7 separate regions of the Mus musculus genome follow, and regions 1, 3, 4, 5, 6 and 7 are each linked to region 2. Evidence: chromatin contacts called from public ChIA-PET and HiChIP or PLAC-seq data. All regions are on one chromosome and are shown on one strand. The core of a region is the stretch at or near the end of the contact, and the rest is flanking DNA. Distances in the headings are between cores, read along the strand shown.

Region 1 (4,042 bases), core at 586-3,085, 330 kb after region 2:
AGAAGCTAGAGTAAGCAGAAAAATGGGCATGCTAGCTTCTGCTGGGGGTCCTGTGTCTGCCCTTCAGAACAAAACCTGCCCAGTGTCATGCCTTCCATATGACCACCCTTCTCCTCCAGGTCAGCTGTCCCGAGTCCTCACCCACCCCTTAGAGCACAGGCCGATAGGACATGGGCTGACAGAATCACTCACAGTGTGCCTGCTCCCTGGGGTCTCAGCTGGGGCTGGAGGAGTGAGGACCCCCAGCTCAGCCACCAGCAAGAGAACAACTCCAGGAAGGAGCAGGAGCCATGGGGCCCAGAGAGGAGAGGAAGGAGAGGTAGCTGGAGGGACTGGAACAAACGAGCTCACTAAGGCTTTCTGGTTTGGGAAGGAGGGAGAGGCGCTGGGCAGAAGGCTGGGGAGGTTTAGCTAATTTGACCCACCTGTTCTGGCTACACAGCCTGCTGACCTATCCAAAGGGAAACTGTTGCCTTTCCAGTTGCTTTGGTCTGATCTGGAATGCTCTAAGACTCCTCATAGCTAGTCAGTGGTTTCCCAGAATTCCACTGTTCCTCTTTCTAAACAATTTTTTAAATTCTGTGTGTGGGCACGTAGAGTCCAGAGGATGGCATAAGATCCTGGAGTTAGCGTTGTGAGCCACCGGGCATGGGTGCTGGGAATCAGACTTGTCCTCTGGGACGGCAGCAAGCATCCCTAGTTGCTGAGTCACTTAAGCAGCTCCTACTCCTCTTTTTGAAATGCTATAGAGCCCCACCCCACCCTACCCCATTTCACCAGCTGTGACTATGGCTGCTGTGAGCACTGCCCTGCCCCACCCCACACCCCGCCCCACCCACCCCACCAGCTCTCTACTACAATGGCTGCTGTAAGGCCTCTTTGGAAGTTCATAAAGCATGAAGATGGGGGTCCAGCGGGGAGTCCTGATTCTCTCCAACCCAACTCTTCACCTTCTTGGACCTGCCATTTCTTCTAAACCATATTTGGTCTCTGTGTTGCCAAGAAAGGTTTGTAGAGAAAACCAGTGTGGGCTGAGTGAATGCCCAACATGGTGTGGACAGCAGCTCAGGGGCCTCCATCCTCTCAGGTCCCCAAGAGGCCTGAGGACAGCTGTCATGCAGCCTGAGTGTGCCCTTTCCAGGAACTCACCAGAGACGCCTCACCAGGAAGGAAGGAAGAAGAGGAGGAGGAGGAATAGAAGGAGGGGGAGGACAAAGAGGAAGAGGCAGAGGAAGAGGAGAAGGAAGAGGGAAGGAAGAGAGGGAGGAGGAGGAGAGGGAGGAAGAGGCGCTACTCGTTGCCTACTGGTCCAGAGCTCCTCTACCAAGTGGGAGACAAAGAGAACTGTGGCCCCTTTTGTCAGCAACCCCAAGTTGGTGACAAACTCAGAGAGCATTCTTTTGTCTCCTCCCTGTCCAAACCCCTCTGATCTCTGGCCCAGCTCAGGTGGGGGCGGGGGGGGGGGGTGGTCCTGAGGCTCAGTCAGTGGAGGTAGAGGCAAGATCTGCATTTTAACAAATGCTAGCAAGCACCTGTCATGAAGCGGTCACCTGCCATTTCTTGAACGCCACTGGAGGAAGGAAAATTCAAAACTATAAGGCTAACCAGGGATTCAGGACTGTTGTTCCAGCTACTTAGGAAGCTGAGGCAGGGGGATTGGAAAGTCAAGGGCTGCAGAGCAAATCCAAGGCCAGTCTGGGCAAATCAATGAGACCGTGTGTGGAAATAGGGGCCTGCCTAGCATGGGTAAAGCCCCGAGTTTCATGGCCAACACTGTAGCACAATGTCACTTTGTGTCTGACTTGAGATGTGACTCATGCTGAGAGACACTGTCTGTATAATGAGGTGTCTGTGGGCTGTTTGCAGCTTTAGCTTTTATCTTTCATTGCATCTCCTAGATCATCTGCAATAAGCACCAGTTATTTTTAGTCAGAGCAGAACATGTGAGCCCTTTGTTGGGGACTCTGCCCACAAGAGCTAGCTGACCCTGCTCCCTAACTCTGGCCTCATGGAGGCTTGGCTCTTTGCTGTTGCCACACTTGTCCCCCAGCTCCCCACAAAAAGGCCTGACCTGGGACTTCTGGTTCAGATCCTTCCAGGTGCCCTCACAGGTAGCGTACTCTCTTCCACGAGCAGACCTGCAGCCAACAGGACCTTGTCAAGTGTGCAACACCATGGACGCCACCAGTGTTCTTCAGCTCAGAAGCCTTGGTCACGCCTGAGCTCTGCCCAAGCCTGCTGCTCTGCCCCTATGCCAGGTTCTGGGGTGATCCAGCCTGCCCTCAATACCCACCAGCCTGTCCAGTATCACAGAACAACCCTGGGTGGTTCTATACTGAATGTCCTTCTTTCATTGTGAGCTATGCTGGCTGTAAATGTGAACACAGGTTTGCAGGGTCTAGAGAGGCAACTTCTTCATGCTCACAGCCATGACGAATCAACAAGTAGGCTCCTTGTTCTGACATGGTCTTGCAGGGAGACCGTACCCAAATCAACCCAGCATCTCTGCATCGATAGACAATTCTGTCCAGTAATGAAACTGCTTTAAAGAGAGGTGGCAGATACCGGACACGCCTGCTGTGCCCTCCATGGCTTCACCCTGACAGACATTACTAATGAATCTTAGGATCCTTTGCTGTGGAGTCAAATCCATACCTCAGAATTTGTCTTAACACTGTGTACCAAGCAAAACAAACATTCAAGGCAAAAGCAGTTTACTTTTGTAACAAACTAGCTGATTAAAATGTAAAAAACCGTCAATCCTCAGTTCTCCAAGCTGAAGAACAGTGGTCAACACAGTGAACTGAGATGAGTTTTGGGTAAGAGTCCGCATTAAAGCCTGTTCGGAAGTCAGACTTCCTGCAGCCACCAACCATCATAAGCCAACTCCAGACCAACTACTTCCACCTTCCTGGAACCGACCGCTGGTCATTCGGCTGGCGCCCCCTACTGTCCAACAGTCTTTACTGCAAGTTTTCCATTTCCCCTCCTAGAGGAAGCACACACTGGCATGATCCCCGCACTGGGCCACACTGTCTCCTACTAACTGGGGAGGGCGGGGAGGAGGGGGTGGTTCTGTGTGACCCTGCTCTGTGTCTTCCCTTCCTCACCACATGTCATTCACACAGAGTTCTGTGGTCCATCCTCAGTTGGTAAACTCAGACCACCTGAGGAGAGGAGCCTGGTTCTTGGTCACACAAGTCCAGGACAAAACCAGGACTCGGAACTCTATAGTCCCAAATTTATGCTTTCTTTAGCGCCTTACCCTGTTCCTCCTCTCAAAAAAAGGCAGAAAAGCAGCCACCTTGGGCTCTGGAGCCCCTGGGATCCCCCAGGGCCTTCATCTATTTCCAGGTTGGCCTGGAACTGTGGAGAGATCTCTCTGGGGCAGTCCTCAGTCCCATGCCAGGGGCATCCCTTCCCCCACTTCTCTGAGCTCATCTCTTCACATGCTGGTGTGGGGGTGGGGAAAGGTGTGGTGGGGTCCCTCAAATGTCACTTCTGCTAGGAGCCCATCTTCCACCACCTGCAGGTCACACCACACTCCTCACTCTCTGTCTGTGTGGCCCTGAACATAGGGCAGGCACCCGATAATTACTTGTTGACTGGATAAATTAAGACCTCAAAACGGGAATAACAAAGGAGTCATGGACTGGGAACCAATGGGTTCGGGAATCGAGACTTGAGCTGGGTGTGGAGGCAAACACCTTTAATCCCAGCACTTGAGCAGGAGAGGAAGGCAGATTTCTGAGTTCGAGACCAGCCTGGTCTACATAGCCAGTTGCAGGACAGTCAGGACTACACAGAGAAACACCTCCTCTCCCTCTAGAAATAAATCTAGGTTTGGGGATACCCCCACTGTTGGGTAACCTTGGCAAATGTGTTAGTTACTCTACTCAGGGCTTAGACAAAAGTGACTTAAGAAAAGATCCAGTTTATTTGGGCTTAGAGTTCTAAGAGGCACAGTTTATCCTAGTGAGGAAGGTGTGGATGTGGGAACAAGAGTCACAGGACAGGTAGGAAGCCAAAAGTGACAAAGCTA
Region 2 (3,796 bases), core at 730-3,229:
GTCACTGTCTTCAGACACACCAGAAGAGAACATTGGATCCCATTATAGATGGTTGTGAGCCACCATGTGGTTGCTGGGATTTGAACTCAGGACCTCTGGAAGAACAGTCAGTGCTCTTAACCACTGAGCCATGTCTCCAGCCCAGGGTTTTTCTTTATACTCAGAATCCTCAGACATCCTCTGCCTCCCAGGTGCTGGGATTTCAGGCTTGACCCACCACACCCACTATTAAATATTAAGAGAAGCAGAAGTCAAGATTTGACCAGAGGGCACAATTCATTGTGAGAAACAAAGGTTGAGGATAAGTGAAAAAACAAAACAAAACATAACAACAACAAAACCCCCTAAATTCAGGTGATAAAAGCTGGGGGTGGAGGGTGCGTGAGCCTTTTTCCTGGGGGACACTTGAGTAGAATTTGAGGATTACCAAGTAACCTTGCTGTTGCCTATCTCAGTCAGAGGTTTCATGAAGCTCAGAGACCGGTACAAACCTTGGGCAGCAGGAAATTCAGGGAGTGAGGTTGAGGCACAAGGGATCAAGGAAAGGGCAATTTTGACTTTTGGAGGGGAAAAAAAATGTGAGGAACCACTGGAGACTTTTCAGCAGACAAGTGCCCATGGTTTTCTTTCTTTCTTTAACGTCCTTTCTTTGTACTTAATGGGGTTTCTTTATGTAGCCTTGGCTGTCCTGGAACTCACTCTGTAGACCAGACTGGCCTTGAACTCACAGAGATACCTAGGGTTTTCAACAGCATCGTTCAGCATCCGGGCCTCCTTCAGAATGGATGCTGGGTGGCAAGGTCAGGAACAGGGCTATCTGTGACAGAACTAGTGCAGGAGTTCAACTCAGATAAGGGACCTTGGGCCTCCATCATAGTGGCATGTGTGTTTCCTGAGGGCTTGGGAGTGGGGTGTGCAGGAAAGAGGACTCTCAACAGCAAGATTGTCCTAAACAAAAGGAAAGCTACTGCCATCTACAGAGACAGAGAAGGCTCAAAGACAGCCTCTCTGATTTCCCTGCTATTTCGATTCATTTGATGATTTTGATGGACGAGACGAACCTAGTCATATCTGGTCTGTGGGCGTTCAAATGGGAAAGTCAACCCCCTTTAAGTAGGAAAGCCAGGAAAAGAAAAAAAAAAAAAATGCCTGGAGACATTCGGGTTTCTACACTAGCACTCCTAGGGCAGACATGCCCACTTCCCGACTTTTCCATGAAAAAGCATTAGAGGTGCGCGTGTCTGTGAAAGATGGAATGTTACAAAGTGGCCCCAGAGAAACTTTTCTGGAGAGAAAGCGCTTGGTGAGCACATTAAAGGGCCGGTTTTGGCCCTCTTCCACTTCCTGCCCTTCGGCGTGGTTTCGCAGCAGAAGCACAGAAAGGTATCCAATGGACACCTCAAGAACAAGCCAGATGCGACGCACATCCGGCGAACACGCGGGCTTCATACGAGCTGACGCTGCAGGCTCAACCCCGCCGGCAACCTCCCAAAACCCACTCCTAGCTCAACTTTCACAATGACAACAACTGGCGTATCGGGCCGCCCCTAAGCAAGCATTCTCTTTTATGACTACCCATGCACCCCAGGACTGAGGCTTCCCCCCCGCCCCCCATCTCCCTTCAACTCCCCACATCCTCCCACTACGGATCAAAGGAAGGATCAACTCAAGTCGCGCGAACACCGCTGATCATGCGCCACAAAAAAAAAAAAAAAAAAAAGATCGGTAGGGTTGGGCGACCCAAAGATTCTCCCTCCTCTTTCCATTGGTTCCAGTCGCCCAGCTCGCCTCCCCTCCTAGCGAAAGGCTGCCGCCCTGGTGCGCTTGCGCATGCGCGTCGTTCTCGTGGCGCACTGAGCAGGCGCAGCCGCAGGCCCGCCGGAGCGGGGCGGGTGTAGCGGCGCGCGCAGCCTCCCGGCGCTGGGCTCCCTTCTGCCGGTCCCGCCCTCCGTCGCGGCGGCGCGGTGCACGCTGGGATAGGGAGCGATCTCCGAGCGAGGCGGCAAGATGGACGCGGGATTCTTCCGCGTAAGTCCGAGCGCGGGGATCCGGGGAGAGGCGAGAGGCTTGTTTGTAAGACCCGAGGGGGAGGCGCTCAAAATCCCGGACAGGACGGCCCGCGGAGGAAGGCCTTAGAGACCCCGAGGGGGTTCGTGGGCAGCGTCCCCCGGCCTCGGCGTTGCGGCCGAGACCGGTGCGCCCCTGCGCAGTCTCCTCCTCCGGGATCGTCCCCCCCTACGCGGCGGTGGCGGTGGCCGGAAAATGGCGGCGGGAATGGGCTGGAGCCGAACCTCACCGGCCGCCTGGCGAGGCCCTGTAGGCCGGGCGCCGCGCCGGCCGCCCGGGCTCGGGGCCTAGCGGAGCCTCAAGGAGGAAGTCTTTAGGGGGAGGCCGGTGGGAAGCCCGGGGCGGCTGCGGGGTACCGGTTGTATGGTTTGGGGCTCCGTCCTGAGAGGTGTTTGAGGAAAGGGGCCTTATTATTTTTTTTTTTTAGTGGCAGCTTTGGAGAAAATGGGTGCCCCCCCCCCAAACCCCGACGTACAGCGTCCACCCTCTGGGTCTTAAGCTTTCCCGGCGGCGCAGGGTCAGAGTTCGTGAGCGCTCCCGCCCAATTTGATAGCTCTTCGGGGAGGGGAGCTTAGATAATTTGTAGTTGGAACATTTGAATCGGAGGCTTTTGGAGTGAACGGTGTGTGCGAGGGTGGAGACAGATTACGGTTGTGACTCCGTCGCGCTTCCCGCTCTTCGCTAGCACCCTTTCCCAGCGGCCCATGTCCAGGCAGGGGACGTTACCTTGGAGGTGGTACATAGATCCCACACAGTAAGGCAGTTTATTAGGTCCACTTTGGAAGGAAAGTAGCTACAGGTCGAGATCTAGATGTATGGGAACGTACACTTGTGGGATTAAAAGTAGCAACAAACCCTTTAGGAATCGCTGATTCTTGTAATGCAGAGTAGAACCTTGTAAGACAGCTTGGTAAAAATCCAGATACCAGCTCTCTGTCATACCACTGCTTAGAGTTTTGCATTCTCTGAATCAAGCATATAGTTTACAGTTTGTGTGCATTTTTAAAGAAAAAATTGGAAGGCGGGGGAAGGAGGAGGGAGATAATAAAGGTGCTTCTTGTATGTGGTTCATGAGAGCTTGCCTAGTATGAACAAGACACTGGGGTCTATCTCCAGCACCTCAGATACTTGCACTACAAACTAGGCACTTAACCTTTGTAGTCAGTACTCATTTCTTATGGCACCGAAGTTAACACTTAAAAACAGTCGAAGGTTTCTTTCACTTGTCAATTGTCTCTTTTTCTCCCCCCACCCCCTTCAGTTTTTGTTTTGCCTTTTCAGGAAGTGGTTTATGTGTGTAGCCTTGGCCATCCTGGAACTCTGTAGTCTGTAGGCCAGGCTAGCCTTGAACTCAGAGATCTGTGTGCCTCTGCCTCCCGAATGCTGGGGTTGAATGAAGACTTGCACCCTGGCCAGGCTTGTCAGTTATTTCTAGTGGAAAGGAGATTGAAGAACTAAAACAAAGCGATATGTCAATTTTCAGGCGAAGATGTCCTTTGAAAAGGACAGGATCTGGAAAATAACCCACTTTTTAAAATATTCTTTTTACACTTACTTAAATGAAGTAGTTTTGTTTTCCCTGGGTTGGGTCTTTTGGGGGCAGGGGCAGTTGAAGTGTTTTGAAACTGGGTTCTCTAACCCAAACTGGCCTTGGACCTAGAGAGTCCTGCCTTGACTTCTCAGTACTAGAATTTCAGACATATGCTACACACTGACAAAGTGGGGGATT
Region 3 (3,812 bases), core at 806-3,305, 410 kb after region 2:
AGAAAATAAACAAACAAATAAATCTTTAAGAAAACCAGCAGGGCGGTGGTGGCATGCACCTTTAATCCCAGCACTTGGAAGGCAGAGGCAGGTGGATTTCTGAGTTCAAGTGAGTTCCAGGACAGCCAGGGCTACACAGAGAAACCCTGTCTCGAAAAAGAAAGAAAGAAAGAAAGAAAGAAAGAAAGAAAGAAAGAAAGAAAGAAAGAAAGAAAGAAAGAAAGAAAGAAAACCAGGGGCTGGTAAGATGGCTCAGTGGTTAAGAGCACTGACTGCTCTTCCAAAGGTCCTGAGTTCAAATCCCAGCAACCACATGGTGGCTCACAACCATCTGTAATGAAATCTGACACCCTCTTCTGGAGTGTCTGAAGACAGCTAAAGTGTACTTACATATAAATAAATAAATAAATCTTTTTTTTTAAGAAAGAAAAGGAGAACCAACCACATATAAATATATAAATTAATTAATTAATATCATACTGAGTGGCACATGCATGTAACCACACACACACACATATTATGCACACACTAGAAACAATTGCAAAAAAAACCTTTGCCAAATGTGGCCTATCACATTTTATTGGCAAAATCTTTTTTCTCTGCACTTTGAATCTGTAGCCTTGCCTCAAGTCCTTTCACAGAAAACAGATGATTTTTTTTTTTTTGAGACCTGCTTTTATTGTGTAGCCCAGGCTGGCCTGCCTCAGCCTCTCTCCAAGTGCTAGAATTGTAGGCATGCACCACTATGCTCTCCTTCCGGTCCCCACAGCCCCCATGGACAGACTAGAATCCTCGGGGCTTGCAATTTTGTTTATTTTTTTAATTTGCTTTTTCGAGACAGGGTTTCTCTGTGCAGCCCTGGCTGTCCTGAAACTCACTCTGTAGACCAGGCTGGCCTCAAACTCTGAAATCTGATGCCTCTGCCTCCCAAGTGCTGGGATTAAAGGAGTGTGGTGCCACCACCACCTGGAATTTTTAAATAAATGTGAATTATAATTTTTAAATTTAAATATAATTTTATAATTATATAAAAATATAATTGTATATATAATATATAAAATATAAATATATATAATAAAATATAAATATACTTTATTTAAAATTAAAAATATATAAAATTTAAAATTTAAAATTTAAAAATATATAATTTTAAATATAAATTTAAATATAATTTTAAATAAATGTGAATTATAATTCCAATAAGCATTATCTTAGTTGGTCATGATTAAGAAAGCAGTTATGATGGGCAGGTGTAAACATCTTTTTTTTTCCCGAGACAGTGTTTCTCTGTGTAGCCCTAGCTGTCCTGGAACTCACTTTGTAGACCAGGCTGGCCTCGAACTCAGAAATCTGCCTGCCTCTGCCTCCCGAGTGCTGGGATTAAAGGCGTGCGCCACCACGCCTTTGAGGTGTAAACATCTTAATCTCTGTCTGTAGCTCCATCCCAATGCACCCCACCTCCAGCCAATACTATAGCCGTAGTCCTAAATCTGTACATGTTTGCTTTATAGAGAGCCAAACGTAACGGAACAGCCATTGCAGGCCACCATCCATCAAACCACTCATGAAAAGCAGCTGTAGATAACATGCAAATGAGCCTGATCCTGTCCCAATAAAACTCTATTTATAGAAACAAGCCATGTGCCGGATTTGGCCCAAGACTCTCTGCTTCCATGAATCTACTGGATTAGGAGTCACTTTCTTTAACAACTAGGGCTTTCTCTACATAAACTTCATGTCATGATTCACTGGGGTCATTTTAGACACGAGGAAAGATCTAGAACAGAAATACTTGAGACAGGGACATCTTTCAGTGTCTCCTAGTCACAGCACGTGACCCCTGATCACAGGAAGGCTTCAAACTCTCTCGAAATCTGTGGGAGCAGCAAATTGTCCAGATTTCAGGTCCCCGTGCGCAGAGCATCTGCCCCGCGGGGTCTGGATGGAGCGAGCCAGAGAACTCCTGCTTCTAACAAATCCCGAATGAAGCCTAACAGTCAGAGGTCCACACAGAAAACCGCAGGGATGTGTGCCCGCCGAAAACCTAAATATCTGCTGCCACCTAGTGGACATATGAGGGCAGCACCTCCTCCAACAATCCCTTGCTTTCTGAAGTGTATCCAAAACAACACAACCCACACATCTTTTTGTCCCGGAGAAGAATCCGTTCTTAAGGCCAATCTGTCGTCTGTATACTTGGGATTCCACCACAGAACTCCAAGCTCCTTGAAAGAAACGAGGTGTCACGTTATTTACAATAACATGGCAGTGATTTTAAATCAACTTAAACCAGAAACAGACTATTTTCCACCAGGGAGAAAAACATCTTAAATATCTAAATAGAAGCAAACTGCTGCTGGCATCGCTCTCTGGCCAGTCTCCCATCACCAGATGCTGGTACCTCTTCTAAAAAACAAATGTACACCCTGCCCCTTCAGCTCCTGCCAGCAACCCACCCCTGACCTGGTGTACCCTGCTGGCCCGTGACTGCAAATGTCTGCCTCAGAGGGCAGGAAAGCAAAAGGCTCTTTTTTAAAACCAAGGTCGTAGCCTGGGGATGCAGCTCAATTGGTAAGGTTAGCTTGCTTAGCATGAAGGAAGCCATGAGCAAGATCCACACATTGCCTAAACTGGGTGTGGTAGTGGTGGTGGTGGAATCTCAGCGTTCCAGAGGTGGAGGCAAGGAGACCAGGAATTCAAGGTCATCTTCACCTACAGAGGGAGTTCAAGACCAGCCTAGGGTACCTGAAAACCTATCTATGGATGAATGAAATTATCAGGATATCATTTTCAAGTTACAACCTGCATTGGCCTGAGTCTGTACCTGGTTTCCACTGTGCAACCAAAATTCCCTTCAGAGTACTTTGACGTTTCCCTCTGAACACTGCATTCTGATCTATGAGGCCTCGTGGGGCTTAGACAAGAAGATCACAGGCTACATAACAAGACAGTGCCTCAAAAAGGGCTGGGGAGAGGGCCTGGGGAGATAGCTCCGTCAGGGATGTGTTTGCCATACAAGCATGGGACCTGAGCCCTAGGATCCATATTTGAAAGCTGGGCACGGTGGCATGTGTTTGTGCTTAAACCCCCAGCAGTGCTGTGGAGGCAGAGGCAGGAGCTCCCCGGGGCTCGATGGCAGACCAACCCAGTGTAATTGGTGAGTTCCAGGCCAAATGAGAGACCCTGTCTCAAAAGACAAGATGGAGGGGTTGGGGAAGACACATCAGCAATAAAAGTCATTGTCACGGAAGTGGAGGACAGTAAGTTGGGCACCCCAGCATGAAGATAAAATGCTCAGTAAACCCAGCAGGCTGCCTGTAACTCCAGCCCCTGAAGCCAGGAGGTAGGGCATCTCTGGAGTAAGCTGGTACAGAGACTAGCCCTAACTGTGGGCTCTAGGCTTGACTGACTGAGAGACTCTGCCTCAATGAAAGAGATGGTGGAGGAATGGAGGGAAACACTCAACATCAACTTTGGGCCTCTACACACACACACACACACACACACTTCATGCACATACCAAATTTTTAAAAAAGGAAGGGAAACTATATTCTGCCAAAGTGCGATTACCCACTGCCTGTCTGTTCCCGCCAAGATCCAGGTCCCTAACACCAGCGCTCACCAAATAAAGGAACACACAGCCACCCACAGCAGATAACTTGGACTCCCAGCTTGGCCGCTGCTGGGGTTTTGTCAGGATGGAGACGCATAAGAGCCACGCTACAAAGCATGGCGCGGTACCAGGAAAACAGAGATGACAGGGACCAACCGGAACAGATTTTTGATGCCAGCACTTTATATTTGATCTCCAG
Region 4 (3,671 bases), core at 859-3,358, 380 kb before region 2:
TGGATCTTTCAGGAGGGATCTGTGGGCTGCAGGGGTGAGGAGGGCAGAAGATGGGAACGGCCCATCCCTACAGCTGCAGGTCCCCTGGTCACACCTCCCTGAATCTGGGTCAGTCTGGGGCAGCAGCTGTGGCCATCTTTGTTCTCCAGTCCTCCCTGAAGCTCACACAGTGGGACCTCGGGGACAGGGTTCGAGTGTTCCCACTACTTTTACCCAATGTGACATCTGAGCCGAGTCGCCCTGAGATGTGAATAGCATTCTGCTTGGATCCTGGGCTGAGCAGATGCGAGGCCAGTTCTAGAGCACTCTGCTGGGGTTCATAGGCTGGGGTTAGAGAGACCAGCAGAAGGAATGTAGGCTTGAACTGTGGCCTTTGGGTGGACATGGGGGTGAGCCCCAGGCAGGAGAGAGGGGGTAGATTTGAGAGAAGGCTGGGGTTTGTCTGCAGTGAGTTTAACCTCCCCTCCTATGGTTAGACTCTGCTGCAGAGCATGCTGGTACTAGGACAGTCCTGAGTAGGATGTCTAGGCTAGGAGAAGCTGGGGGCTGAGGCTTGCATACCCCAATAAAGAATTGGGGGGGGGGACAGCAGGGGAGGGGAGGAACGGAGGAGGGTTTTCTGAAGTGGGCTAAGTGATCTTGGCAGAGCCTCTCCTAGCTTAGGGCATTAATCAGCCTTCTTCTCCCTCCTCCTCTTTTTCCCTCTTTAAATCTGTCCACTTCCCCGCCTGTGTTGTCCCTACACTTCCTGGTTGAAAGTCTACATTGTGAAACCTGGAAAAGGAGACCTGTGGTGGGGAGTCTGGCTGTCTGGCGGCTTTATAAAAGACAAGTTTCACATCTGTGTGGAAAAACAATGTATCAGCTGCCCTAGGAGCTAAGGAGAAACGCACCATCTACAGTGACCTGGAGCCAGCCAGAGAGCTGGGGCCGGAGCCTGTGTCTGTGGCTAAGGCTAGGGTTCTGCACCACAGGGCTCCTTTCTGCCCCCTTTTCCCTCCATCTTAATGGGTCAGGAGATCCATGGCTCCACCCTGGGATGTAAAAGAAGATGCTTCAGAGAATTTGGGGACTGCATCTAATCTTCGCAGTCTGCCAAGGGCTGGAAAGAAGCTTTGCCGATGCTAAGGATGCATACACACTGTTTGGGCAATAGGAGCCAGAGCAGTGCTCTTGCGATCTCTCTCTGTCTCTGTCTCTCTTGTTTTTCAAGATAGGGTTTCTCTATCCCTGTCCTGGCTACTCCCTCTGTAGACCAGGCTGACATCTACCTGCCTCTGCCTCCTGAGCGCTGGGATTAAAGACCACCTGGCTGCAAGTGTGTGTCTTTAGGGACCGTATTATGCACTACTAAGCAAGAAGGTCCATGAGATGGCTGGACCATTTCCTTCCAACATGCCTCAGCCCTGCCTCCTGAGAGAGAAGCCCTGGATTCCATTCAGGAGAACAGATCAAGCCCCTGTCTCATGTCTCACAGGTATGAACCCCAAAGTTTATTTGATGAGACCTGACAGCCATAGTCCTTAGTCGCATTTGCACGGACACTCTAGTGACTTATTGCAGCCTTCTGGCGGCTGCTGGAGAGACCTGTTTTTTACTGATCCAGCCAGAGGGGCGTGAGGAGACATGGATGGAGACAGTAGCCTGACACCAGCTTTATCTAGCCTGTTGTCCCCTCTTGAATGATAAACAGAGCATGAAGCGGCACCCCTGAGGCCAAGACTCTACCTACTCAGCACCCTGAGTTCAGACAGCTGGTCAATCAATGTCTGCATACTTGAAGGTCAACTGAGACCCTTTAGGAAGCCAGGTCTGGGGTACTCTCTTCTCTCCAGCTACCTGGACCAGGTCATCTCCATCTCCAGGAAAACTTGCCACCCAGTCCAGTGCCAGCCGGGAAGAAAATGAAACTGGCTGCTAAGAGACTCATGGGGCAGGAATAGGCAACTGTGCTCCCTAGCTGCTGGGGTAGGAGGATCTGAGGACAGGTCGAGAGGTACTTACCGGCCAGGGATCCCACCGTCAGGATGGTCAGTAGTGTCTTCATTGGGTCCCTCCAGGGCCCCTTCGGGCCTCGGCTCTGGACCCCTGCACAGAGGCTGGGGTGTGTGTGAAGTCTTGCCGCTTTGGCAGCTGGCCCCGCCCAGCCCAGGGCGGGGAGAGGAGAGCAGAGTAAGACCTGGGCTCGTGGGGGCAGGGGTACAAAGGTGCCTAGTCGGGTGCTGAGGAATTCCAGGACCTGGGCGAGATCCAAGGGAGGTTCCTTTCTTGGGTGCAGACAAGGCACCAGCAGCGGAAGGGCTTGTTTATCTGGTCTGGTGACTGATTCATCCCAAGGCCCCTGGTGGTGCGGCCGTGCACCAGAGAGTTAGGAAAGGCAAGGCCGAAGAGCAGTCTTATCAGTCCGTAATTGGCTCATATCAAAGCCTGCCCCGGGTGTGTTGCATATCGTCTGTCCTAATAATTCCATTACAAGAGGATTTATCCCAAGGAAAAGAACAGGACATGAGTAAGAGAATACCTTCAACAATGACTTCTTGGCTTGATTCTCGCTGGTGGAATTGCAGGGAGCTCAGTGCGCCCTTTTCCTCCCCGGGGGCTGAGCAGTGTGGTTGGAACAGCCTCCTCCTGGCAAGGCTGCTGAGGTGGGAGGCCCAGGCAATCTTCAGCCGGAATCTTGGACAAAGAATCTATAAAAGGGGGTGGGGGTGCGGGGAGGGACTGGAGTCCAGATGACTCAGTGGGTAGAGTGTTTTCAAGCAAGTGTGAAGACCCTCAGAACCTAAGTGAAGGTGGATTGGACAGATGGACGTGAAGTCCAAGTGTCTGTAATCCCAGCACTTCTGTGAGTGGATCGAAGGCAGAAACAGGGGGATCTCTAGAGAGCGGTGGTTCTCCTAGCCTGCATTTGCAGCAGTGGGCACCAAGTGATGCTGTCTCAAAGACAATGGGAGCTAGTACTGATGCTTATGGCGTCCTCCAAGCTCCTCGCGGGAGTCTGCGCCCGCTCACACAAACGCGCATGTGCAGGCACACAGAGAAAGGGAATCTTAACAAAGGGGGATTCTTCCTGCCGCATTCGAGGGGAGGCAGTGGGGCAGGACTTTAGATTGGAGGATGAAGGTGGAAAATGCTTCCCCAGCTCTCTGCCACCTCGAAGAGCCGTCCCGGACATCAGTGTCCATGCACACCGGGGTGGACCTCGTTGCCGGGCCCCGGAGATGATGTAAGAAGCTATTTGGGTTAGGTTTAGGGTGCATGTGATAAAGGTCCATGCTTTGTAGCACATTTGCCTGGCCCCATTATCAACTGCAGAACCAGGCCAAGGTTCGGGTCAACCTAATTCACTTCACATGAGAACGCAGTAAGTCACACTGAGCTGGGCCCTTGGCCCTGGGATCAGCGTTTTAGGCGGAATGGGTTCTGATCCATGGGAACCTGGGCTTAGTTTTCTTCTCTGTGTTATAACCGTGAGCACTGAAGCTCTGCTCAAGTGTATCTAACCCGAGAGCCAGATCTTTGCTCTCCATCATTTGTAGAGACGACATTTCTCAGCATTGCCAGCTGCGTCCTGATAGGCTGAGGCCGAGGGAGGCTCTGGATGCACGCTGGAGAAGCCAGGTGCTTCTCATTCACTGTGACCCCACTGGGTGGCACGCCAGCAGCGGCTG
Region 5 (4,115 bases), core at 412-2,911, 310 kb before region 2:
CCAGCCAGGACAGGAGATGGCTCAGATGTAAAGTCCTTGCCCAGCAACTGTAAGGACATGAGATTAGATTCCCAGGATTCAGGTAAAATGCCAATATGGTGTGTGTGTGTGTGTGTGTGTGTGTGTGTGTGTGTGTGTGTGTACACGCAGTGAAATGCCTCAGCACCTAACAGCATTTGCCAAGCAAACCTGACAGCCTGCATTTGAGCCTCAGAAACCGTGTAAAGATAGGAGAGAATTGACTCCTGACAGTGTCCTGTGACTTCCCACACCTGCATGTGCGCATGCGTACACACACACACACACACACACACACACACACACCAGCAGATGGGTCCACAGAAGGTTGAGGACTAGCTAGCCTGGCCTCTGAAGTTCCAGGTCAATGAGAGACACAGTCTCAAAAGGTAGAAGGCCCCTGAGGACAACGGCCAAGGTTGTCGTCTGACCCCTACACTCTCTGTGCGAACTCTCCACCAATAGACACAGAGAAACGATTATTCTGGCTGTAGCGGTCACTTTACTTTTAGGACTCTGACAGGCTAGGGGTGGGGCTCAGTAACAGGGGGGGTGCCTCATATGCATAAGGCCCTGGGTTCCACTCCTAGCACTGGGTGTGGGGAGGTGGGATGGGAAAGGCTCATAATGGTTTGACAAACAAACCAACAAACAAAATAGTGTCTGTGTCCTAGAAGTTTGAAAAACAAGCAAAAATTTAGTGTCTGTGTTCCACTTTGCCCCAGTGACCCCCCCCCCATCTTTTTGTCTGTGCTGGAGACTGAACCCAGGCATCCACAATACACGTTTGACCACAGATCTTTGGCCCAGCCTTGAGTCAGAACCTTTGTAATGGGCCCAAGGTCTGTTTTATTTGCTCTTAGACGTTCTCCAGCTCTGGAGCTGGGGACCCCTTTGATGGGTGTGGGGGGTGGGGGATGGGAGGTGGGAGGTGAGAGTGTGGGTGGGGTAGAGGATGGGTTAGCCGAACACACGGAGACTAGGGTGTGATGCAGGCTGAGGGTCCCCACATAGGGACTTCGCAAAGCAGCTGCTGCCACTTGTGGGTCTGTGGCAACCGTGCACCTGCTTCTCGTCAGGTGTCTCATCCCTCCAGCCAAGGCTGAGTCAGCTTGTCCTTGAAGAACCAGGTGGAAGAAGAAAGGAAGAAACCTTGAAGAGAGGAAGAAACCTTCTGTCAGTGGAGACCACTGAGGTATACAGGGGTGCAGGGACTTGGCCAAGGCCCCAGCCTTTAAGAAGACAAATCTAGTCTGGGTCTCTGCTGTAATTCTAGCACCGAGCTGAGACACGGACAGAGAAAAGCACTCTGTGTAAAGATCCCCCTGACGGTCCTCGTGGCCTTCTCTCTCTCCCTCTGTCATTGCTTCACGAGGGGGATATTGGGATATTGGTCTGGTTTCTAGAGGTTGAGTCCTGGGCGGGGCAGGCTCCAGGGTTGCTGAAAGCTGTCTGGCGTCCCCACCTGGGAGAGGGTCCCTGGTGAACACACTGCTTAGTTTCGGTCCCAGGTCCCTGCATGCTCTGTAGCCCTGCCCTGTCAGCTGAGAGGGTGGAAAGGAGGCACCCAGCCGCTCCCAGCTCTGGGCTGGGCCATGGAGCTGGCCAGCACCTGCTCAGAGCCTCTCCCACCTCTGTGGTAGCACCCACTTCCTTCCCCCCTCACTCCTCTGATTGGCCAAGGGGATCTCTAGAGGAACCTGAGAAAGCCTGAGTCAGGTTCCTGCCCTGGGGGTTCCCTCCCTGTCTCTGTGTTCTGGGTTGGCTGCCTTTTCCTTAGGGGAAGTGACTATAGGCACACAGTCCTTAGTAGCCCAACTGTGCTGACTGTAGCTTGTCTCTCCCACTGCAGTCCCTACCCTGGAGGAAGAGAGAAGAGCTTTGTAGCCCTGACGATGGCGCTGGTCCCTAAGCAGGAAAGAGCCTGACCCCTCCCCAGCTGGAACCCAGAGCTGACTCAGGAGAGGTTTGTAGACCTGGAAGCCAGGGCAGAGAGCCAACAGCTGGCTTTGACAGTGTGCAAAGAGCCAAGTGTCCTGAGGGTGTGGCATGCTCACCCCTGCCCTCCTCCCTGCCACAGGATGCTCCTCCTCCTCCTCAGTCAGCTCCACACTCCTTCCAGGAAGCCCTCTCAGATTGACCCTACCACCCTGCTCGCCCTATCCTCTGTGAAGCAAGAGGAAGAGAGGACCCTGAGAAAATGAGCATAAGAGTGAACGACTTCTAGATACTAATGCGGGGCAGAAGGGCTCTCAAGTCCTTGCTCATAGCATTGGGCTCCTCTTTGTGGGTAATTCCCTCCCCATGCATGAGTCAGACATACATACATGCACACACACGTACACACATGTGTGTAAACATACACAGACCCACACATATATACACATACATACATGTGCGTACACACACATAATGCACACACTCATGTGCACACACACACATATATATACACACATACACATGTGCATGCACACATACACACACATATAAGCACATGTGCGTACACATGTACACACCCACATATATATGCACATACATACATACATGTGCAGGCACACATACACATACAAACATGCACACACAAACTCATGTACACACAGACACACACACACACATACATGTGTGCGTGCTCACACAAGGACACACACAGAGACACCTCTATCATTATATTTTAGATTTGAACAGATATTTCCAAAGTATGTTTTGGAAGTAACTCTGCATTCACAGTTACCCAGCTGCAAAGCAACCCACTAGGGCCATGAGACGCCTGTGGTCATAGATTTGGCAGCCTAGGATCTTGGGCTCAATCAAGTCCCTATGCTGCAGGCCTTCTCAGAACCTTTAGTGGTAAATAGACTTCCCAATTTCCCAGCACCTGCAGTTTTCCAAATGTACATGGCCTTAGAATTGTGTATCTTGGCTGGGCGTTGGTGGCACATGCCTTTAATCCCAGCACTTGGGAGGCAGAGGCAGGCGGATTTCTGAGTTCAAGGCCAGCCTGGTCTACAAAGTGAGTTCCAGGACAGCCAGGGCTACACAGAGAAACCCTGTCACCAAAAAAAAAAAAAGAATTATTTATCTTATTTTTTTTTTTGAGATGATCTTGTTGTGTAGCCCAGGCTAGTCTCAACCTCAGTATCCTCCCCCACCCCACCCCACGTCCCCAGCGCTGGCATTATAGATGTTCACCACAGCAGCTGGTGCTCTCGCTTTGTTTTTGATAATAAGATGGCTCATGGTGGGCCTAGCGTGTACCTGAGCTAGCTTTGAAATGATGGGATACAGAATATTCTAGAAAGGGCAGAGCCAGCTCAGGGTTGACTTTATAACAACATAATAAGTCTGTGGAATGAGAGCTTGCTCCATGTCAGATCTCAGAGTCTCAGAACAACGGCTGAGATATGTTCTATTCCAGAAGGTGGGGAGAGCACCTAGCTCACTGAGTAAGTCTGCCGTAATCCACCGATCCGTGGGTCCCTCCGAGCCGTGGATCCTGCAGTTATGGGATTTGGGTGGGGTGGGTCCTCTGGCGTATTGTGTTCTCAAAGGACAGAATTCAGTCACTAGATGCAGAACACTTCGGCAGAGTTTGTTTAGCAAAGCAAGGCAAACGTTCCAAGATCGGAGTGGGCCGCTCCTGGTGGCCAGGATAGCACGATGACTCTGGCTTTTGGATTTCAAACCGTTTCTTGTAAGTATTTATGAGATTCATGGCGTGTTCATCGGTAAGTCATGGAGGCCTAGGTGCCATCCTTTAAGGTATTACTGCCCATCCCCCGTCCCCACCCCGGTCTTCTATAAAGGCCAGCAGAGGGTAAGGTGTCAGAACCACAATGCAAATGGTATTGTAATGAGCCCCATGTCGTTGATAATGCTCCTGGGGCCTTAGTTTCTGATAAATTGGAACAACCCTCATGGTTTAATCACAAAGGACAGCTCTGGCCATCAGCAGACACAGCTACCAATACCCAGATGCAGCTTTCCCAGGCCACCTCGTACGTACCCCAGCTTGCAAACTGCAACTGGCGTTTCTCAGAACAAGATCCTAGGCTATTTTCAGCCTCTGTTCGAGGGCAACACAGAACGGCACTCAAATT
Region 6 (3,712 bases), core at 888-3,387, 350 kb after region 2:
CTGATGGTCCTGGGTTCTATAAGAAAGCAGACAGAGCAAGCCAGTAAGCAGCACCCCTCCATGGCCTCTGCCTCAGCCTCCAGGTCCCTGCCCTGAATGAGCTCCTGTCCTGACTTCCTTCAGTGATAGACTATGCTGTGGAAGTGTGAGCCAAATAAGCCCTTTCCTCCCCAAGTGGCTTTTGTCCTGTTTTTTTCATCACACCCTAATTAAGAGACCATGACACAACACCCCTACCCCCCTGTCCCCGACACACATGATAATAAAGCTGTCTCTGTGTGAGACCTTTCTCCTGTTCCTAAAACAAGATGGTGCAATGATTATTTACACAGCATGTGTGTCCTTGGATCTCCTAAGAAATCACAGACCATCTAAGGAACATCCAAGGGTTCTGTGCAACTGCTGAATCTCATTACAGAAAAGATACAAGCATCCTCAGATTCTGATACCTGCTGGAGTCCTTGCCCCATGGGTACCAAAGAACAACGACAGATTGCTTCAACAGATCTGGACACCAGGCCAAGTTCCTTCTATTGACACTGAAGAACCTTCACCACACACCAGCTGCCATGCCTGTGACCAGGATAAAAGGTGTCAGCTGCAGAAAGAGAAGGCCTTGGGGGCTCTGCTTCTTTACACAGCTACCTGCGTATTCTGGAGCTGTGTGGGTTTAATCCAAAGCACTGCAACCAGTAGGTGGACGCTGAGCTTCTGTCAGGGCACTGGTGACACGCAGCCCTAAATACAGGGTCCCTGCTCTGGGGGTCACCAAAGCTCTGCCAGGTTTTGTGCTGCACCAGGAGCTGTTTTGCAAATGAACAGCACCTCTCTTTGAAGAGTGCACAGCCTTGAAGCAGAACCCTGGGGACCAACCAGCTACCTGCCTCTCCCATATAGTACCTGGTAGAGTCTCTCCATAGGGTAAGTAATGAGCTCTTAGGGTACGCAAGGACACCCTCATCCCCTCCCCTCTTCAGTTGATTCTTCTTCATAATCTATTAGTTACCATAATATCTATCACCTTACCCATTTTCCCATTAATATGTCCAATTCTATTGCTTGAGACAGTCAGCCAGCTCAGGGTTCGGTGAGAGACTGTATCTCAAACAGGGTGAAGAGCAGCTTCCGGGGGCACTCAACATCAGCCTGCGCCGAGACACGAAACAGCTTAGTGAGGTCACTCAGCATCTGTCCCTGATGTACGCACACAGGGACATAAATCCACACAAAGAATAAAGGGAGTGAGGGCCAACTTCATCAGCTCTTCTTACACAACCTTAAACAGAATCATTGTAAACATTTTAACCCAGATTTCCAGTTTTAAAGGTATGCATGCTTGAAATGGGTACCACTGTCTATATACGACTAAATTTTCAACAGTTTCCACACAGAACCACGGACATAGGCTCGCGAATCTGGATTCGGATCCAAAGCGCATCTCCCAGAGTTGACCTTCTCGTTTCTCATTTTCTTCACACACTCACAAAGCCAAGTTCTAACACTGAAGAGGTTTGGTTTTTTTGTTTTGTTTTGTTTTTAATTTATTTTTATGTTAGCTCTATAGGTGATTTGTCTGTATGTATGTTTGTGTACCGCGTGTGTGCAGTGCCCATGGACGTCAGAAGAGGATCCCCTGGAACTGGAGTCATGGATGGTTGGGAGCCCTCAATGTCTACCTGTGATACACAGAACTAGGAATGGACCCCTATCTTCTAGGAGCAGCACTTGCTCCTGAACCCTGAGCCATCTCCCCAGCTCCATTTTCTGAAATCTCTAATGATTCGTAATTTGGTTTGGGGAAGAAAGGCAGTCATCTCTGCTCCAAGATTGCAAAAGAGTTCTATTTTTAGACTTGCAAACACCAATTACAAGCAGCAACCCAGACAACATTCCCTGATTTCTGTTTCAGCTCCCTGTCCCCCCCCCCCCCCCCGTCCCCAGCCACTAGCAAGAACACCCATCTTTGTCTGTGTCCACTTAGGAGCTGAGGGTAATTGAATTACAAACTCAATTAAGTACAAGTTGGCACTCAAACTTAAAGACTGCTGCTTACCCATGAGCCAGAATAACGGAACACCTAGGCTCTTGGCCCAGAACGGCGCAGGGTGACTAAGCAGGCGAGAATAACACATTTCCCCTGAAATTTTGTTTACTCGTTCAATCTCGAGTCTGAGAACAATTCATCTGGGACGTTGTACTGTGAACACTCACCGGCTGAGACTCCACTCCTGTGGCTGGTTTCGACATCTTCATTAATTCAAGTCTGTGGTGCTGTCGTTTGCCTGCAAGTGCTTTCTGAATCATCTGACAGTCCTGGGACATCTGTCTCCATCATTTTTCTCCTTGTTGTCACTATAGAGGGAAAGGGAGGGCGGCTCTGACTCCTTAACTGCATTTGATGGAAGCAAGACTCACACTGCAGGATGATATAAAATGACACCTGCAGCCGCCCCTCACTCACTCAACAGGGTCCAGTGTATCCCAGACGGACCTCAAACTCATGGTGTACTTGAACTTCTCATCCTCCTGCCTCCACCTCTGAGTACTACTGGGATCACAGGAGAGAACCACCAGGCCTGGTTCACACCATGCTGAGGATTGAACCCGCCCTGGCTTTGCACCATGGGAGGCAAGAACTCTACTGACTGAGCTAATCCCAGCCTCAACCTTCTTTTTATATCTTCTAACAATGCAGTGTTTTAGGCCACTGGATTAGCTCCATCTTGCTACTGTCTCTCTCTCTCTCTCTCTCTCTCTCTCTCTCACACACACACACACACACACACACACACACACACACACACACACACGGAAGGGGCGGGGGAGGGGAGAGGCAGGCGGGAAGGGGGAGGGGGAGGGGGAGGGGGAGGGGGGAGCGTGTGTTCTGGAGGTCCAAATCTGAAGTGAGTCTGTTACGATTTGAATGGGAAATATCCATAGACTCGTGTTTGAACATTTTGTCCACCGGCACTGCTTTAAGAGGTTGTGAAGCCTTCAGGAAGTGGAGTTTAGCTGGAGGAAGTGGATCACTGAGGGGCGGGTCTTGAGCTTTATAACCCAAGCCACTTCCTAGTCCCTCTCTACTTCCTGACCTACCTTGATGCAGCTAGATGTGAGCAAGCTCGCTGAACCACAGCTGAGGGCTGTTTCTGCCGTGATGCCTTCCTTCCCCGACACGATGGTCTGTGCCCCAGGAAATCACAAGCCGAAATAAAGCCTCCTCCCTTGACTTGGAGTCACACAGACAAACACAATAACTAACACGGCCTCGCAGGGCTAAGATCACGCTGCCAGGAGGACCGTGACCTTTACTGGAGGACGCTTTCCAGCGTCTTCCCTGGCTTTGGAGGCCACTCACACTCACGGCTTCACCTCTCCAAACTCAAACCCAGCAAACACCAACAAGTCTTCCTTCCACTGGTTGCCCCCAGTTCCCCTTATTCATATCCGCTCCTTCTACGAATTACCCCATGTGATTACCCCAAGTCGCCCAGATAATCTAGAATGATCTATCACAGGGTATTAATCACCTCTTCAAATTCTCTTGTGTAAGGAAACATCCAGGTTCCAAGGGGTGGGGTGTGGACGGCTTCGGGGTCCAACTTTTCACTCAGCCTAGTGACACGCTCAGAAACTGCAGAATCACCCAGCCAAGAGGGCCCACGTCACCATGACTTCACCCTTCTGGATGCTTCCATCTTACCACTCCCTC
Region 7 (4,066 bases), core at 531-3,030, 300 kb after region 2:
ATGGGGCTGGGTCATTCTCAGTAACGCAAAGGCCCAGACTGTCTTAGTTTTACAGGGTTTTACCGCTGTGAACAGACACCATGACCAAGGCAACTCTTATACAGAAATCATTTAATTGGGGCTGGCTTACAGGTTCAGAGGTTCAGTCCATTATCATCAAGGTGGGAGAATGGCAGCATCCAGACAGGCATGGTCAAGGAGAAGCTGAGAGTTCTACAGCTTCATCTGAAGACTGCTAGCAAAATACTGACTTCCAGGCAGCTAGAATGACGGTCTTAAAGCCCACAGTGACACACCTACTTCAACAGAGCCACACTTCCTAATAGTGCCACTCCCTGGGCCAAGCATAAACAAACCATCACACAAACCCAAGACAGATTCCCTGGGAGATAACAGGCTGGGGCCCGAGAGGGGCTTTAGGATGCATGCCTGAGCGCATGCCAGTGTCTGTCGGATCCATGTCTGGGTGTCTGGATAGCCTCATGTCTGGGGGAACATGTCTGTGTGTACTTTGTAGGTGAGGAGAGAGTGTTTGTGTGTCTGTGGAGCATGTGTATCTATTGTTATGCTGTGTGTGTGTGTTATGTGTGTGTACGTGTGTCTGTGGTATGGATGGGTGTGTATATGTGTGGATGTCTATAGGGGTATGCGTCTGTCCGTCTGCCTGCCTGCCTGCCTGCCTGCCTGTCTGTCTGTCTGTCTGTGGTATGTGCTGCACAGGCTCCCTAGCAGTAAGACAGGTGCCATGCTGACCCTAGGCTTTGGGAGACCCTGCAGGAACCTTACCTTTCACACATTAGAAAGCACCCCAGGTACTTTCTCCCTGCAAACAGTAGCAGCCTTGGCAGTGGCGGCTGCAGCCACAGGCCTGAATCCATATGAGGTTTCGATCTGAATCCCAGCTTCCAGGCAGGGGCAGGGTTGGACAAGAAGTCAGAGCCAGGGAGGGATGAGGCAGTCAGAGGCCTGGCTGTGAGAGACACTGATCAAGCTTAGTTATTCTCTGGCCAAGTTTACTTAATGATGCTGTAATGCCCTAGGAGCCTGGCGCTGCTCCGGCTCCATGGTGAGGGGGAAATGTAAGCTTCAGACAGGAGGTGCTTGGTCTAAGGCTCTGGCTCAGGAACCCCAGGGGACTTCACCCCTCCCACAGCCCCCAGAGGCCGCACAGGCTCAACACTTGCACTTGACTATCTGGGGATGACAGAGGAACCCAGCCTTCCAACCAGCACCCCAAAACCCCGTGTGCTCAGTTCAACCCTGCTCCACAGGTCAGAACTCTCAGACCAATCCTGGAGGCTAGGTGGCCTCTGGGACATCATCTCTGCTCTCACCGCTCCCTATGTCTGCCCAGTGGCAGCTGGCCTGGGCGCCGTTTCCACAAACAGCCCTGTGCTCTGGGCAGTGCTGATGGGTTCCCTGGAAGCAGAGCCTCTGTAGCCAGCCTTCCTCCATCCCCACAGAGACTGCAGCCTCCTTCTCTCTGGTTCTGAATCCTCAAGTCAATCCCAAGTTCTAAGACTGTGAGGTGCTCTGGCCTTGGGCCTCGGCGCTGGGGGTTAGACGGTAGCTGACGTTCCCACTGCCTGTATAGGAACAGAAGTTTGAGCCTGCCAAGGAAGGCCAGCCGCGTGCTAAGCTGCTGTGTGGCCTACTTGACATGACCTGTTTGCCTCCAACTTCTGCCTAAGCCATGCTCCCCACACCCATTTGACAAGTGAGCAACTCAAGATCCCTGAGAGCCTCCCCCAGAAGCAGCTCCAAGCTAAACGCTCACTTTCGGTCAGGCAACCACACCAGGAAATGTTGGTAAGGAATGAGGAAGTCAGACTGGGGAGGGCAGAGCCCTTAGTAAACTGTCACTGGGGGTCCTAGTGGATTCCCCTCGGCAAACATACTACAGAATCAACACCACGGAGGTGAGGCGGGCGGGGCAGCATCGACCCGGGGACAGCCTGCAACTGCTGTCTGAAGGCTGCTTTGAGGGTGCTCCTGAATTTACAGCCCAGGCTGTGAGTCCCCTTAATAGTGTCCCAGATTTGCAGGAAGCAGTCCTATGTATGAAGAGAGAAGGGAGCCACAATGTATCTGCAAGGTCTCTTTCTGGGGCTCAGAGAGGGCGAGCAGCCATTCCCCAAAACACACCTTGCAGTTGGTAGAGACAGGATTTGAACCCACGACAATCTGATCCAATTTTAACTCACGGGGTAGGATTGGGCCCAGGTCTAGTGGCTGGGTCTGTCTGAAACAGATTCTACAGGGATCAGGTAACCTTGGATGCTTGTCTAGGAAGAGGCTGGGGGCCTAGTTAGTGTCTGCATTCTTTAGAAAACCATATGATCCCTAGGCTGGTCTGAGGGATGTTGAGGAAGTCAGCCAGAATGGAAATGACAAGGATAGTTACCACTGTGCTGGCCTGAGAAAGGGGTGAAGAAATGAAGGAATAAAGATCACCATTAGTCACCAGCTTGTCTCAAGGCCCAAACCCACTCTGAGTTCTCACTTCCTCCCACATCCTACCCACTGTGCCCGAGCATCGCCGAGTGCAGCCTACCGTTTGCTCTGCGTGTCAGCATGGTTTTAAACGTCTCGAACTTTGTCATCATTCAACAGTTGCCAAGCATCGCGTGAACGCTCAGACACTCAGCCCCGCTTGGGCAAGCAGGAACACTGTCTTAGTCACTGTTTGGCTGCAGGGACCAAGGGACACCAGGACCAAGGCAACTCTTAGAAAGGAAAGCATTTCCTTGGGGGCTGGCTTAGTTTCAGAGGTTTAGCCCGTTATCGTCCTGGTGGGGAGCATGGCAGCACACAGGCAGACGTGGCTGTGAGATCTGTGAGATCAGATAGTCGTGGGTTCAAATCCTGTCTCTGCCAACTGCAAGGTGTTTTGGGGAATGGCTGCTCCCTCTCTCTGACCCACAGACAAAGAGAGACTGGGCCTGGCCTGAGCTTTGGGAACCTTAAAAGCCCACCTCCAGTGATACACTTTCTCCAGCGGGGCCACACCTACTTCAACAAGGCCACGCCTCCTAATCCTTCTAATCCTTCTCAAGTAGTGCCACTTCCTGGCGACTAAGCATTCAAATAGATAAACCTATGAGGGCCATTCTGACCCAAAGCACCACAAGTGGTGGCACAGCCTCCCACAGTGACCAATTTGCAGGGCTTTCTCTTTCTCCCAATGTGAAGGACAGAGTCCGTGGTCAGTTTGCAGCTTGTATGTGACTCCTAAAGACATAGAATCTTCAGGGGAGATGCCTAGATCCAGACACCTGGAACCTCGGGTTCTTTTCTTCTGTGTTACCTCGAGCAAGTCCCTTCCCCTCTCTGTGCCTTAGTTGCTTCCTCTGTGAACAGAAAGCCAGATTAGATGACCTAAGAGCCCATCTTGCCCACAGTGACGAGGCCTGGTAAACCCATCAGGTTTGCCTTGGTGTGGTCTCTGCCAGGGTGTGGGACATGGCTGCAAACCACACACACACAGAAACACAGACACACACACACACAGACACACAGACACACAGACACACACACACACACACACACAAACCTCCACTTGTTAAGATCTATCAGCTCCTGCTGCTCACCCCAACTCCACCCTCCACAGCTACATCCTGATGTCCCCTTTGCATCCAGGGAACATGTGGAAGGGCTGAGCACAGTCTGTTCCCACACCCACTAGTAAAAGAAAGAAATGGTCGTTAGCTAGCCACAGCACAAAGTAAGCCCCTTGCCATGTCTTGGACCCCTCCCTCTAACCAGGCCCTGCAGATCAGCCCCCTCCACCCCCACCCCTGAGAAGTCACAGAGTAAGAGAGAAGAGAAGAGGGGCTGTCCTGATCGGCACCTGTCCAAAGCACACATTCAACCTCCAATGCCTTGAAGACACCCTCTGTGCTGGGTACTGGGAGTCTACAGGTTCGTTCTTATTTTTTTCTTTGTTTCTTCCTTCCTTCCTTCCTTCCTTCCTTCCTTCCTTCCTTCCTTCCTTCCTTCCTTCCTTTCTTTCTTTCTTAAGATTTTATTTAGTTTCTATATGATGAGTATACTGTCTTCAGACACA

What was found. ChIA-PET counts read pairs in DNA pulled down with a chosen protein or histone mark. HiChIP or PLAC-seq counts read pairs in DNA pulled down with a chosen protein or histone mark.
Region 1: a contact with region 2 is called in an H3K4me3 HiChIP or PLAC-seq map of bone marrow-derived macrophages, with 4 times the contacts expected there. The contact joins the enhancer-like site here to the promoter of Srrm1 in region 2. A contact is called at or near these places in 1 of 15 datasets of contacts at CTCF or cohesin (large pre-B cells), 19 of 115 datasets of contacts at active chromatin or transcription factors (the 230-238 cell line, the SCID.adh cell line, T-cell acute lymphoblastic leukemia and 9 more) and 2 of 9 other capture datasets (adipose tissue and liver).
Region 3: a contact with region 2 is called in an H3K4me3 HiChIP or PLAC-seq map of bone marrow-derived macrophages, with 5 times the contacts expected there. The contact joins the enhancer-like site here to the promoter of Srrm1 in region 2. A contact is called at or near these places in 13 of 39 promoter capture datasets (the 3T3-L1 cell line, the C10 cell line, cranial neural crest and 7 more), 13 of 484 Hi-C or Micro-C datasets (B cells, CD8 T cells, the NIH/3T3 cell line and 7 more), 46 of 115 datasets of contacts at active chromatin or transcription factors (the 230-238 cell line, DN3 thymocytes, the HPC-7 cell line and 30 more) and 2 of 9 other capture datasets (adipose tissue and liver).
Region 4: a contact with region 2 is called in an H3K4me3 HiChIP or PLAC-seq map of embryonic stem cells, with 3 times the contacts expected there. The contact joins the promoter of Il22ra1 here to the promoter of Srrm1 in region 2. A contact is called at or near these places in 2 of 115 datasets of contacts at active chromatin or transcription factors (both in embryonic stem cells) and 1 of 9 other capture datasets (embryonic stem cells).
Region 5: a contact with region 2 is called in an RNA polymerase II ChIA-PET map of memory CD8 T cells, with 10 read pairs. The contact joins the enhancer-like site here to the promoter of Srrm1 in region 2. A contact is called at or near these places in 3 of 39 promoter capture datasets (the 3T3-L1 cell line, embryonic stem cells and pre-B cells), 1 of 15 datasets of contacts at CTCF or cohesin (embryonic stem cells), 14 of 484 Hi-C or Micro-C datasets (the CH12 cell line, the G1E-ER4 cell line, the N1E-115 cell line and 9 more), 21 of 115 datasets of contacts at active chromatin or transcription factors (the 230-238 cell line, T-cell acute lymphoblastic leukemia, Th17 cells and 14 more) and 1 of 9 other capture datasets (pancreatic islet).
Region 6: a contact with region 2 is called in an H3K4me3 HiChIP or PLAC-seq map of bone marrow-derived macrophages, with 5 times the contacts expected there. The contact joins the enhancer-like site here to the promoter of Srrm1 in region 2. A contact is called at or near these places in 1 of 39 promoter capture datasets (liver), 1 of 484 Hi-C or Micro-C datasets (bone marrow-derived macrophages), 18 of 115 datasets of contacts at active chromatin or transcription factors (the 230-238 cell line, the SCID.adh cell line, acute myeloid leukemia and 8 more) and 3 of 9 other capture datasets (adipose tissue, embryonic stem cells and liver).
Region 7: an H3K4me3 HiChIP or PLAC-seq map of bone marrow-derived macrophages shows a contact between it and region 2, with 3 times the contacts expected there. The contact joins the enhancer-like site here to the promoter of Srrm1 in region 2. A contact is called at or near these places in 4 of 39 promoter capture datasets (embryonic stem cells, liver and pre-B cells), 1 of 15 datasets of contacts at CTCF or cohesin (large pre-B cells), 2 of 484 Hi-C or Micro-C datasets (bone marrow-derived macrophages and neutrophils), 10 of 115 datasets of contacts at active chromatin or transcription factors (the SCID.adh cell line, bone marrow-derived macrophages, double positive thymocytes and 5 more) and 2 of 9 other capture datasets (adipose tissue and liver).

Annotation. Positions count from the first base shown.
Region 1 is chr4:135,017,149-135,021,190 of GRCm38.p6, reverse strand. No RefSeq gene overlaps it. Among named protein-coding and RNA genes, the nearest start is that of Gm42327, 32 kb to the left of the region's middle. Within about 2 kb of position 1,835, at least 47 of the 459 cell types and tissues checked have an H3K27ac peak or open chromatin away from gene starts, as enhancers often do. A contact at or near this core is called in the SCID.adh cell line, bone marrow-derived macrophages and embryonic stem cells, where this site is marked.
Region 2 is chr4:135,351,329-135,355,124 of GRCm38.p6, reverse strand. Srrm1 (serine/arginine repetitive matrix 1) reads left to right here and starts at 1,979. Exons shown (of 18, transcript NM_016799.4): 1 at 1,979-2,028. The coding sequence starts at 2,008.
Region 3 is chr4:134,944,369-134,948,180 of GRCm38.p6, reverse strand. No RefSeq gene overlaps it. Among named protein-coding and RNA genes, the nearest start is that of Syf2, 15 kb to the right of the region's middle. Within about 2 kb of position 2,055, at least 35 of the 459 cell types and tissues checked have an H3K27ac peak or open chromatin away from gene starts, as enhancers often do. A contact at or near this core is called in B cells, CD8 T cells, the SCID.adh cell line and 6 more, where this site is marked.
Region 4 is chr4:135,726,596-135,730,266 of GRCm38.p6, reverse strand. Il22ra1 (interleukin 22 receptor, alpha 1) reads right to left here and starts at 2,108. Exons shown (of 7, transcript NM_178257.2): 1 at 2,005-2,108. The coding sequence starts at 2,047.
Region 5 is chr4:135,659,152-135,663,266 of GRCm38.p6, reverse strand. No RefSeq gene overlaps it. Among named protein-coding and RNA genes, the nearest start is that of Gm30941, 7.2 kb to the right of the region's middle. Within about 2 kb of position 1,661, at least 69 of the 459 cell types and tissues checked have an H3K27ac peak or open chromatin away from gene starts, as enhancers often do. A contact at or near this core is called in the CH12 cell line, differentiating embryonic stem cells, epiblast stem cells and 2 more, where this site is marked.
Region 6 is chr4:134,997,581-135,001,292 of GRCm38.p6, reverse strand. No RefSeq gene overlaps it. Among named protein-coding and RNA genes, the nearest start is that of Gm42327, 52 kb to the left of the region's middle. Within about 2 kb of position 2,137, at least 70 of the 459 cell types and tissues checked have an H3K27ac peak or open chromatin away from gene starts, as enhancers often do. A contact at or near this core is called in acute myeloid leukemia, adipose tissue, bone marrow-derived macrophages and 1 more, where this site is marked.
Region 7 is chr4:135,052,270-135,056,335 of GRCm38.p6, reverse strand. No RefSeq gene overlaps it. Among named protein-coding and RNA genes, the nearest start is that of Gm42327, 2.9 kb to the right of the region's middle. Within about 2 kb of position 1,780, at least 61 of the 459 cell types and tissues checked have an H3K27ac peak or open chromatin away from gene starts, as enhancers often do. A contact at or near this core is called in bone marrow-derived macrophages and neutrophils, where this site is marked.